2 separate regions of the Mus musculus genome follow, and region 1 is linked to region 2. The links are chromatin contacts, called in public HiChIP or PLAC-seq maps. All regions are on one chromosome and are shown on one strand. The core of a region is the stretch at or near the end of the contact, and the rest is flanking DNA. Distances in the headings are between cores, read along the strand shown. Region 1 overlaps Ltbp1 (latent transforming growth factor beta binding protein 1). Region 2 overlaps Ltbp1 (latent transforming growth factor beta binding protein 1).

Evidence for each region. HiChIP or PLAC-seq counts read pairs in DNA pulled down with a chosen protein or histone mark.
Region 1: an H3K27ac HiChIP or PLAC-seq map of the HPC-7 cell line shows a contact between it and region 2, with 5 times the contacts expected there. The contact joins two enhancer-like sites. A contact is called at or near these places in 1 of 484 Hi-C or Micro-C datasets (embryonic stem cells) and 1 of 115 datasets of contacts at active chromatin or transcription factors (the HPC-7 cell line).

Annotation. Positions count from the first base shown.
Region 1 is chr17:75,332,333-75,338,616 of GRCm38.p6, forward strand. All of the region lies in intron 24 of Ltbp1 (latent transforming growth factor beta binding protein 1), which reads left to right. Among named protein-coding and RNA genes, the nearest start is that of Rasgrp3, 100 kb to the right of the region's middle. Within about 2 kb of position 3,614, at least 1 of the 459 cell types and tissues checked has an H3K27ac peak or open chromatin away from gene starts, as enhancers often do. A contact at or near this core is called in the HPC-7 cell line, where this site is marked.
Region 2 is chr17:75,195,717-75,202,200 of GRCm38.p6, forward strand. The region is part of intron 5 of Ltbp1 (latent transforming growth factor beta binding protein 1); the gene reads left to right. Among named protein-coding and RNA genes, the nearest start is that of Ltbp1, 190 kb to the left of the region's middle. Within about 2 kb of position 3,810, at least 61 of the 459 cell types and tissues checked have an H3K27ac peak or open chromatin away from gene starts, as enhancers often do. A contact at or near this core is called in the HPC-7 cell line, where this site is marked.

The DNA of each region.
Region 1 (6,284 bases), core at 2,364-4,863, 140 kb after region 2:
TATAAACCTTCATCTGTCACAGACAGTTGGCTTCTTGAAGCGTAGCAATAACGGTTAACAGCAATGTGAGTGAAAGGGTGACTCCAGACCTGTGGTTTACTTTGTCATTATTGGACAGAAAGTGTGCTGTGTGTTTGACCTTAAGGTACATTTTCTACACACAGTGTAGACTGGAAGTGAAACCACATTGAGGACAAGCACCAGAGCACCAGTAGTTTTGTGGTATAAAGGTAGAACTAACTACATCTCCATCACTAATGAGCACTGTTCCTGACCCCAAAATATATTACATCTTGCTGCTTGGCCAGAAGATTTTTAGGATGATGATGACGATGATGATGACGACGACGATGATGATCAATATCATTATCATCTTAAGATCAGAAACTGAAAAATCTACGAAGAGAAAACAATTTGAGTGTTTTTACCTTTACTAGATGAAAAAGGGGAGAGAATTTAACAAGGAGATATGCTGTCTACCATGTGTAGGAAAAAAAAGGCAAAAGAAGGGGGTTCCATCCGTAAGGGCTACTGTTCACAGTCACTCCTCCTGGGAATGTACTTCAGCAATTGGGAGTGAAAATGGATATTTAAGTCATTAGTGGGAGAGAGGGCTGAGGGAATTTTGATGGAATAAGCTAGCTTTAACCCAGAACCCATTTTACCCATGTGTCACTTGATTGTGCATCAAGAGTTGCTAGAGAAACTCACAGAAGCAGACGTTTCAAGAACTTTCTCAACATCTGTAGAATCTCCTTGGAGCGTGGGGGGCGGGGGTGAGGACAGAGCAGGAGGGAGAAGGGAAGGGGGAAATTTATCCTTTTACAAGCCCAGATTAGTCAAATCATGTCTTGATAAAGTTCACACTTTCCGAGGTTGTCAAAAAGCAAAGCCAGCGAATGGGAACAGGCAATGCATACCTGGTATTGATGCCCACACAGGCGCTTGGCACATGACCAGTACCACCCGTTTTGACAGTTCTTTTGGTGTCATCTACATTGAGAGGTCTTTTCAGGCCATGGGAAGTTCTCGCAAGGTGTTTTCACAATTCAAATCTAAATTGTATTGCCTCACGTGCCATGTTAGAAGCAGTTACTTCAGCAATTATGTAGGATTCCCTGGGCAAGGGACAGGGAGTGGGCCCTGTCAGGGCATTCACAGCAGCTAGCAGCCAGCCGTTCATGGAGTTCTTACTGACCCAGGCGCTATGCTAAGTGTGCCATGCCTTTGCCTCATTTGACCTTCTCTACAGACCCATGGATAGGCTAGGTCTTAATTGGTACGCATTGGGCTGCAACTATGAGGACATTTATAACACTGATGTGGAATACAAAGATCCTCACCTCTCCTTCATGGGCTCTTTAAGAGAATACTGTATCCTCCCAGAACACTTCAGAACCGCTTTTCCTAGACATCCTCACCCTTAGTGAATGTGGCTTCCTCTTTCAGTGTTTTGCTTTTTCTGCCCCCACGACCACCCTATTCTATGTTTGTGTGTATTGCTATTCGCGCAGTCTCTTTTTTTCTGTAAAGCCTGCCCTGAGTAATGGTGGGACACAGAAGTGGTTGTGACAGTTAAGCTGTGAAATCTGAGAGTGTAAAGGTGAGCGCCCGCTCCTTCTGAGCAGTGTGGGCTGGGTAAGTTATTACGGCAGTACTTCCTCGTTTCCCCTGGAGAGTGAGGAACGTGCTACCTACGTGAGCTGGGTGTGCGTTGGCGACCATTAACCCCAAGTGAAGCCTGGCCTACAGGCTGTGCTCCAGGACCGTCTCACTATTCCTCTATCAGCGCTTCTTACATGGATGCTTTAGTCACTGTCATTTGTTCGCTTTGTTTTGTAGAAGCAGGAATGTTCAAAACATGTTCATTTTTGTATTACTGCACTTACAGAGTGTGGACCACACCGATTATTTATCTGTGAGTGAAATTATCAGGAAGTTGCAGGTCTAGTTCTATGTATTGATAGATCACTATCTATCTCCAAAGTTAAAGTTGTGTATAATGGAGCATAGTAATGAATTTCTATATTATTTGCTTTAATCTTCCATCTTGGATGTTCCCACGAATTTCACATAACCAACTCAGCTTTGCCATCCACCCACTAAATGCTTGATGTTTCAAATTGTTTTGTGTCTCAATTGCTAGTGAAGTTCCACCCAGCATTGTGCTTCCTGGCCCTGAAGCACTGGGGCTATTATTGCTAGAGGTATACTGTCTATTTTCTGTGGTTTATTTTAAAATTGATCCTTCTTAGCTTTTTACTGGAATATAGAAAGAGAAAATTTTGAGTAGTTTTAAAAAAAGACATTTCTTTGGCCAATTTTATGGTGCCTCTGGGGTCTACGTGTCAAAAAGATGAATCAGGAGTTTGATATGTTTGGCCTATGCTGAGGGCTCTCTCCCAGTCTACACTGGCTGCTCAGCCTAAGCAGTGGTGTAGGAAAACCAAGCATACAGTGTGGCTCAGAATTATTTAGTATACGACCTTGATGCGCTTCAAGCAGTCTCGCATAGAAGTGTAAAGCTATTAAATTAATGCAGGGGAGATGTAAGTGACTACTATTAGATAAGGTAAGGTGAAGTAATACTGCGTTTATAAAACTTAAGACGACATAAAAATGCACATGTATAGTCCACGTGTTCTGTCTCTTGTGGGAGCCGTGGAAGAAGATATGCGCTGTTTTCTGGTGTTCTTGAGAGAACTTTCTCTGAGCAGCATGTATATCGTTAACAATGGGACCTAAACTCTCCATTTTCCGTGATGGTCCTTCGTGTGATAATAAATTTATGATAATAAATCCTGTAGTGCCCACAGGATAGAAAAATGGTCTTATATTTATGACTTCTCACGCTGTCCTGTTAGATTTTAAGAAATATTTCTTTTCTGTAACAAATCTAATTTCTTCTCATGCACTTTCTCTCCCCCCCCCCCGCCCTTCAATCACTTTTCTAGTTGTTGTACAATATTATCTTAGACTTGGTGGAAAGAAATAGAAAGAAAATGAAAAATGTGCTTTTACATTCAGAAATATATTGTCTTATTTCTCTGGAGAAACACAGGCAATGCAGGCAATACATTATATGGTATAGGTGGGGGTTTTTGTTGTTTTGTTTTCTGTTTTTGCTCTCTCTCTATCTCTATCTCTCTGTCTGTATGTGTGTGTGTGTGTGTAGAAAATCAATTGGTATGAGATTTCATACACCTATATAATCCCAGTACTCTAGAGGCTGTTACAGGAAGGTTTCTACAAGCTTTTAGTAAGCCAGAGGGAGATGCTATTTCACAATAGAAAACAAAACAAAAAGTCTTACATCATTAAAAACATCCTATTTTGTGAACTTAATTTTTTGTTCATTGTCTCAGATACTTGCGTTTGATTTTTTAAAAAAATATGAAATAGCAAGGTTTTGTTGGACCCAGACAGACATCTGGCCAACCTATGCTTTCTTCCCAGGCTGTGCCCCCGCCCCGCCCCGCCCCACCCCCAGCTCTCCTCTCTGCAGTGCTGGTCTCCAACAGGAAGATCATTGGCAAGCACAAAGTGTGTGCGTCCCAAGCTATTTAATAACATAAACGACCTTTCCAGATACCCAGTCTGAGCTTTGCAAGCTCCCTCAATGAGGAAAACCATTAGGGTCAGACCACTTCCCCTGCTCTCTTGGTCATTCGTGGAATGAGCTTGTCAGTATGGTTTGAAATGTAATCTTGACGCGTGCTTTTTGGATTTTTTTTTTTATAAAAGTGAGCCTTGCAAAGCGTCATTCATGAAAATGCTCATTCCTGACCTCTTTTGGTTGAGACAGAAATAAGCTGTTTTATGTCCCTCTTCTTTGTCTTTAGCTTACTGGGGATAAGAAGGAGGAATGATTTGAATGCTTAAAATTGACAACTTTCCGCAGTGTTTAAAGAACAACCCACAAGGTTAAAAACCTCGTTGATTTTATATTTTACCTTTATGTAAAAGACCATTTTCCAACTATGTTTACTTTAAATATCTGGAAGAGTGTGGGACATAGGGAAGGGCCCAGGCTTGGAAGCCACTCTCAGGCTGAGCAGGCGACTCTCAGAGTGGCTGATGCTACCTCAGTGTCAGCATCTCCAAATGAGTAACCTAGGAAACAGGAGCTACCTCTTGATCATTTACTGTATCTAACTTCCATACCCTATAATAGGACAGTTTCTGTCTACTCTGAATACACACTATAGTCACAATAATATATTCATCAAGACACTGTTAAAATCATTCCATAATATTGCTCCATAATTTTCTGTAAGAACAATACATAGTTGTCTGTGGATAGGGGCAACTCCTGTCATATACTCCCCATGACGTGCAGTAGATCTTACTGAAGTGCACTTAAAGCCCCCAAGACACAGTGTGTTAAATGTGTAGCCTTATTCTGGGTTGTATTGTTTTAAGCAAACAAAAACAGCAGACTCTATTTTGCAGTTGACAACAAAACAAAACACATCTTGGAATGGATTCCAGTGAACAAGAGCTATGGTCAAGGTTACTGTGGTAGAGTCTCTTCATGGTCAACTATAATTTGTGTGCCTCACTATTGTACTCATGGGAAATGGTGATGTGAATTGAGTTTCTGAAACCCATTGTCTCTAACTAAGAAATTACAATATAAAGTAGCTTTTTTTTTAAAAAAAAAAAAAAGCCTATATTAAAATGCATACTTAAAAGTAGAGACTTGGGGCTTGAGAGATGGCTCAGTAGTTAAGAATGCCTGCTAGTACTCATTCCCAGCCCCCATGTCAGGCAGCTCACAGATGCTGTAACTCCAGCCTTGGGAAATCTGATGCTCTCTTCTGGCCTCTCTCTGTAAGTACCTGCACATACGTGCCATACACTCTCAAGGACACGTATACGCAGGAATAAAATAAAAAATAGTTTTTAAAAGTACATAATTGTAACCACACGTTTTGGCTACTTTATTGGGGTTTTGTACCCACTACTCTTCTCCACTCCAGTCCCTTCTAACCGCCAACAAACACTAGGTGGGCAAGAAAGAAGGTTAGAGGGGAAAGGAGCATAGATTTCTTTAGACTACTTCCTGCTGATTAGGAGCATTGAGTTTTGGGGGTGTAGCCAGGATATCTCCAACCAGCAACAGAAGCAAACAGCAAATAGCAGCAGCAGCAGCAGCAACCAGCAATCTAGCAAAAGCAGCAAATGAAGCAGCAGGAACCAGCAGCAGCAGCTACGACAGACCATCTCACATCTATACCCGCTCAAGAGTCCCCAGAATTCCAAATATAAACTACCTTCAGCTGGAAAAATCATGCCCCTGCTAGAGCATGAGACAAATCATAGTCAGCTGCTGTGGACAACCTGAAGTCACCCCCTGCCTCACCTGGGATTAAAGCAAAAAGATTCACATAACATAGCTATGTTTTTAAAGAAACCAAAATTCTCACTACACATAATTTAAAAGGTCACAACCTAACTTTTACTGGATCAACATACTTAGGAACTAGCCTCCAGCCCCTCTGGCAGATATCCCAATGTTTTTAAATGATCACGAACCTCCATTGCCCTGAGTCCCATATACCTAGTAGTCACTCTTACTCTCTCACAGATGTTTATTTTGCCTGGTTTTCAACACTCAACTGATGGAATTATGTAGTATATACTCATCTGCCTCCTCTTTTATTCAGCACTGTTATTTGTAGACATTTATTCTGTTACATATCGGCTTATTAATCTTCAGTGCTACCTGTGTATTGTGTGGAGATGCTGTCGTGTTGTTTCAAGCACGGTCTCTGTGTTCATCATTTTTCCTGTGGATGGGATCAAACGCCTGACAAGACACAACGTAAAGGAGGAAGGGTGTATTATGGTTTACAGTTCACGGGGAATTGCCCATCATGGAGGAGATGTCACCCTGGCATGAACCCAAGGCAGCTGTCACATTTACCATTTATACTTAGGTTAGCTCTCCCAATTTTAGCTAACCTAATCTAGATAACCCCTCACTGGTGTGTCCAGAGGCTTGGCTCCTTGGTGATTCTAGAACCTCTCACGTTGGAAATAGCTATTAACCATCCAGGTTTTAAGACTACAAGTGTGCACCTGGGCCATCAAAGCATGCAAGTTGCATATCCACACCATGTCAGTGATTGGTATGCAATTCCTTCCAAAGTCTAGTTAGTCCCACTGTTAAGCAGATGGCATGTAGTGTTCTTTTCCATTTCCCTGGTAAGGACTAATGTTGAACAGCTTCTGAGTCCTTACCGACAGCTGAAATAGTACCATGCCTGTCATCCCCACTT
Region 2 (6,484 bases), core at 2,560-5,059:
TTTGCCCAGTTTTGAATTGGTTTGATGTGGTTGATATTTTTTTATTTTGAGCTAGAATTTCCATTTTCCAAGCTCGGTACTTAATTATAGCATCCTGTATGGCTGATATTGATTGTGAATCTTTTAGGAGATCTGCATTCTGGTTTTGGTTTTGGCATGTTTACTTGGACAAGACTCATTTTGTAAGTCTTCATTTCTTCATCCCTGAAGAGTTGAGGGGGTGGAGACACAGGCTTTCCTGGCAGACTTCAAGCCCATTCCTGGTGAAAAGCTTGTTCCTAGGGAGCAGCCTAGTGTGTGCATGCAACAGGCTATCTTGAGTGTGTTTTATTCTGTACATACCTTCTGTGAGTTCCAAGTACGCACATGGCAGACCACCCTTTTGTACTTTTTATTTTTGGCTCTTCCTTCAATGTGAATCAAAGGGTGGTTTTGTACAACTACAGTGATATATCGCGTGGCAATGTGTCATCAGCCTGACAGGTTTGATCAGAAAAATCAACGCCTGGAAACATTGGACAGGCTTACAAATGACTCTCTATTTTTCTTACTTAGATTTTCAACTCCAAGTTCTCAGAAGAGTTTGGCCCAGAACAGAATGACTCCATGGTGGCCTGAAGGAAGCACAGCTTGTTTGGAGCAGGATAAAAGGATAGAGTCAGGTTGGGCCAATAGGCTGGAGAGCACTGTGGGTTTTATTTTCTTAGAACTGAAATGTGAATCCACAGATTGTACTGGGACCCTGTGATGAGTAACAACACACGGATGGTTGACGACTAAAAATTTGAGTCACAGTTATCTAAATCCCCATGGTAGGGTTGAAAATGTCAAAAGCCAATTTTTTAAAGTTGAGGAAAGCATTTTCAGAGTAATTGAGAGGGTAGCTTTTCCTGATACATCTTTGAGTTCATTTATCTCCTGCCAATTCCCAGGACTGCCTTTATTTCTCGGGATTAATACTGCCTTGATTTTTTTTTTCTTTGCATAAAAATAAAGGCCAGACACAGACACATGAGCATTCTTCGTTAGTTAGAAAGCCCTGTTTCCAGCCCTGTGCTGAGAACTCACCCTGCTCTGGGTTCCCCAAGATGCCAGTAGCTTTAGATTCCTAGAGGACAGGAGAGAGTGGTTGATTCTTTGCTGCTTCAGATGCTTCTTGGAGGCTATACGGCATCTTTTATGTCCTCATCCAAGGCCACAGATGCTGTCAATAGACTCTGTCTAACCCCTGGAGTTTCACTGGGGGTTCCCAGACCTCTGTCTAGATGGTGGTGTTGTTGTTGTTGTTGGTAGTAATGTTGTTTGTGGTAATGGTGATGGTGATGGCTGCAGTGATGTTAATGATAATGATGACAGAGTACAGCTGAGTAGCCCAGCTAGTGCTTAACTTGCTGTCTTCCTGCCTGAGCCTTCCGAATGCAGGGATTATGGTATGTACCAACATCCTTTTCAAAGGAATATCTATTAAATTGTCTTGTCAACTTCCCCATTTGAACACACTTCTCTTTTTGGCTGGTCTTTGCTCATACCAAAGTTACAGTTAACTATATCTGATGACAGGTTTGTTTTTTTTTTTTTTTTTTTTTTGAAAAAGAAATGGATTTGTACATCATTGAAAAAATAATAAACGACTTATAAAATGGACAAAAAAGTGGGATGGGAACCATTTGACAAATGTAAGTTTTGTTTCTATTTCTGTCCTGTGAGTACTCAGATCTCTTTCTTAGACATACAAATGGGTCCATTTATATGCCTTCTAGAATGGGTATGTATTGGCAGATATATAAATACAGCCTGGAGCTTTCCTAATATATTAATTACTGTGCTGTGCTTTTTTTGCCTACCAACTAATAGCCATAGAAATAAGTCTCCCTTGATAATTTTAAATACTGTACCACAGTTCATCCCAGCATATATTGTAACTTATTTATCCAGACTCAGTTAATAGACAGCTAGCTCAAAGGTTCTTAACACGGGGGTCAAAACCCCAATGTGGAATTGCATATCAGATATCCTGCATAGTGGATATGTACATTATGATCCATGCTAGTAGCAAAATAACAGTTATGACCTAGCAACAAAGTAATTTTATGCTTGGGGACCACCACAACATGAGAGCTGTGCCAAAGGGTTGCGGCATTAGGAAGGTTGAAAACCACTGGTCTAGCTAATCCTTCAGGCTCCCTAGAGACTCATGTCTATTCTGTAATTCTAGATCCCATCAATTGGACAATGAGTAGTAACATAACCACATAATATATCTGTGAAGGTCCTAGGATAAGCCATAGGAAGTGTTATTAATCCATAGACTATGCACTTATTAGTATTAACTCTTAATTACCCAACTATCTACTGGGTAGTTGAACTAACATATCCCCAGCACACTCTTCAGGAGACATTTTGAAGTTGGGTGATGGGGTGAGTTAGTGTATTGATTTACATCTTGCTTATGTATGAGATGGCCTTTTCCAGGATTTGACACTGAGCCTGCAAGTCCCTTTTATGTTCACATTCCAGTGAAGAATCTGATGTTTCAAGTCTGCCCTGTGTCTTACAGGATGCTTGAAGCAGCCTTGGATCATTTGCATTACACTCATATGACCCAGGCTGGATGCTCATTCATCATACAGTAAGGATGATTTTGAACTCCTGATCCTCCTGCTTTCACCTCCAAAGTACTAAGGTTACATATGGATATGGTGTGTGCCACCATATCCGGCTAAATGCTTTGGTTCAGCTGTTTTGCCTTTTTGACCTTAGACATAAGCTCCTAGTGGGAAACACATGAAGACCCTGAAGTTTAATGAGTGGCATATACGTTTATGAAGGAGGAAGAGGAACCTTGGATTTGTAACAGCACTGTGGAGTGCTGTCTGTATGCCCAATGCCCAGTGGCTGAGAAATCAGGGGTCTGCAGGCATTCTATAGATGAGGTTAAATAACTGCTCAGCACCATGGAGCAAGTTTGTTTGAAAAGGCAGGTTTGAAGCTCAGAATCCAGTACTGTGTTCTCCTGTACCCACCGTTGTTTCATGCTGTCTTCTCTATGCTGGAGTGGACGTGTAGTCCAAGTTGAGAACCCTGGCACTGGACTCTCATCCATGCTGTCAAATGGGAGTGATGAGCTTTGAGAGGTTTTCCTATCTAGAGAGTTTGAAGGTGACTCCCTGAGGGTGCTGTTGCTCTGAGGAAGGACTGGTAGTGAATGAGAGGTGATGTCAGGGGGACTTTGTCCCAGGTGATGAAATGCAAATATACGTTCCTGGATTATTACCCAATTAAGGTGAGGATAAGAGCTATTGGGTACCCAGGAGAAGCTGAGATGACATTACTCAAGGCAGACTATATGTGTAAAACAGAATATATCTCAATTATTACACAAACCTTTGTTGGGCATGAGAACAAGCATGGGGTGTCACATAAACTTCATACAGACTGAAGTGGAGAATTTTGAAGGCAGTTCTTGGGGATTCATGATTCTAAATACAAGTCCTCACCTAGAGTAGCGTCCTCAAGTCCTGCAGGAAGTCAGATCCTCATTCCTAGTCACAGAAAGTGGCTTCCTACCCCTGAGAGCTGCTGTGGGCCTGGACAGGAATGATACTAAGTTCTGAGTGATTTCTGGGTCATCCCAGAGGAAGACATGAGATGAGAGTCCTCAGTGTTTTCTGGAAATCCAGGTGGGCTTAACTCCTCTCCAGCTACCAACTGGAGGGTTTCCCAATTGATCATTGAACAGACGTGAAGAGAGAAAGCAGGTCTGATTCATAGACATTGTGTTCACCTAAATGCCCCACCGTCTTTTTGGAGAGATGTAAAGTCTCTTTCCTGTGATTCACATGTATTACTCAGAATCCTTGTACTTACTGGACTCTAAAGCAGAGATTCAGGTTTGGGGGAAGTAACTTTTAAACACTGCAAATAGTGAGTCCTTCTCTCCTTCCCTCTCCTCTAATGCCAATATGGGTTATAGAGCTAGGCAGCTCTGATGTCAGAAAATACTCCCCTTCCAAGTGGTAAGAACACTGGGTGGACCTCTTCCCCATTCTTCAATAGGGAAGACACATTGTTAGTCTAGCGCATCGTATGATGAAACAGGAAACATGTTATCTTTGTGACTCAGCTGTGGCAAAACGCAAATGTCAGTCAGACAATGAGATGGGAATACAGGGGCTTAAGGTCCCTAAGCTTGCTTCTGAAAGAGGACAAAGCATCGGCTGGCGAGTGGTGGCTGTGGTCATGACAGCTGTGTGTGTCCTTGTCTCTTCTCGGCCCTGCCTAGGTCCTTCTCGTAATGTCAGAGATAAGCATTTTTGCTTGTCATTGTGTCTTATACTTCCTGGATACACTGTCACAAATAATGAGAACGTCGAGTCCTTCAGGCTGAGCCAGTGAATGGCATCCACTCTTCTGAACTTTGGATGCTTGCTGGGTAGTCAAGGCCTGGCTTTTCAGTCATTTAGCAGGCAACACAGAGAGTTTGAGTGTTCAGAGAGCTGCCAGTCATTGTTTAATGCTTTAGAGAACATCACAGGTTCTAAATCCAGGGAGGAATTTTTATTCTTCTTCTCTCTCTCTCTCTCAAAAAATTCTTTAGTTGATTTATATGTCTCTGTGTGTATATGCACACATGTGGGTGCAGGACCTGCCTAAGCCAGAAGAGAACACTGGATCCCCTGGAGCTGAAGTTACAGGCAAATGTCAGCTGCCCTTTGTGGGTTCTGGGAACTGAGCTGATATCCTCTGGAAGGACAAGTGTTTTTAATCACGGAGACATCTCTCCAGCCCATCTTCTGTTTCTCAGTTTTTGTCATTTAATTTCTTAAATCAAATTTTTATAAGCTAAAAAGGCAGGAATGCTGGGAGGTGGCTTCCTTGGTAAAATGCTTGCTGTGCACACATAAGAACCTGAGCTAGATCTCCAGTGCCAACGGAAAGGCTAGATGTGGTAGTGGGTCTCTGTAATCTCAGTGCTAGGGCCTCTGGAGCCTGATGGATCCTTGGGGTCCTGACCAATGTAACTGAGTTAGCCAGCTCCAGGTTGGATGAGAGATACTATTTCAGAAGTTAAGGTAGAAAGCAATTGAGGAAGATCCCCAAGGTTGACCTCTGGCCTCCTCATGTATATACATGCATGATCAGGAATACACACACACACACACACACACACACACACACACACACACACACAAATTCATACACACATACACACACAAACAAACATACACATACATCCACATATACTCGCACACACATGCACTCATATACACACATGCAAACATACTACACACATACACTCACACACACTCACATGTGTACTCATACACACACATGCACAGATATATGTGTGTACACACACTTATGTGAGCACACACACTCATATACACATGTATACTCCACACGCGCGCACACACATGCGTGCATGCACACCAGGAACTCCAGTGAGTGTGTTGTTATTTAGTAGCCCCTGATGACCTACTTGGAATCTTGGTGTCAGAGCTCCTTTGGGTCACTCTGTCATGTTGTGTGGCAATCTGGTAACATCAGAAAAGAAATCTTCCCCAAATAAATTTGGCTCTGAGGTAGGAGAAGAAGAGTCAAGTTGACCATGGACATTGTGTGTGCCCCTCACAGATTTATTAACCATTCTCCCAGCTGCTTCTCTTCATCCAGAGAAACAAGTAACACTTCGTCTGTCTAGAAAACCCAGGCCTGTCTCAACCCAGAGAGAGAATCCAGCCACAAAAAAAAAAAAAAAAAAAAAAAATCAAACAAACAAAAAACAACTGTCATGGGCACTTTGCATTTCTGTAGCTTCAGAGAGTAAATTTATAAGGGTCTTGAGGAGGCTTACCCTTTTAATTGTTGGGAGAAGAATAGAAGAAGTTGAACTTAAGGAATCCAAGTGCCTTGGAATGACTTCGAGTGGGTCGTTCATGTGGTTAGGGCAATGCTGTGTCCAAGGGAATACTTTGATTGATTGTGTCAGTGTCCTTGGGTGGCCCTCCCGAGAGCTTGAAGGCTTGTGTAAATTTGGTTTTCTCTAGAAGCTTCTAAGCTTTTACAGATGAGGCCTTATGTCCTCTCTGTTTTGTTCCCATAATAATGATCAGTATAATAAATGGGGCCATGGAGGGATTAAGAATAGAATAAGCTGGTTGGTTGCTGTACAAGTGGATGTTTTCAACTCTATTGAGACTGAGTAGATATTGTAGATGAGAATCCCAGCGGTTAGGTATTTGGTCCTTATGGATAGTAGCCATCATTTCTGCTTCGTTATAATTTATTGGTCATTGTGGTCCTCAACTCAAGGGTTTACACTCGATTTTATTTCATGAACTGGCTTTACCAGAGGCTGTCCAGTACCGTATGTTGAGTGTCCATTCAGGTCCAACGAGAGCTGTAAAGGGTTAATTATTTTATTGAGAGGAGAGAGTAGCATCTACACTGTAGCTGATGCTCCCCTAGTTTCCGTCTCTATGGA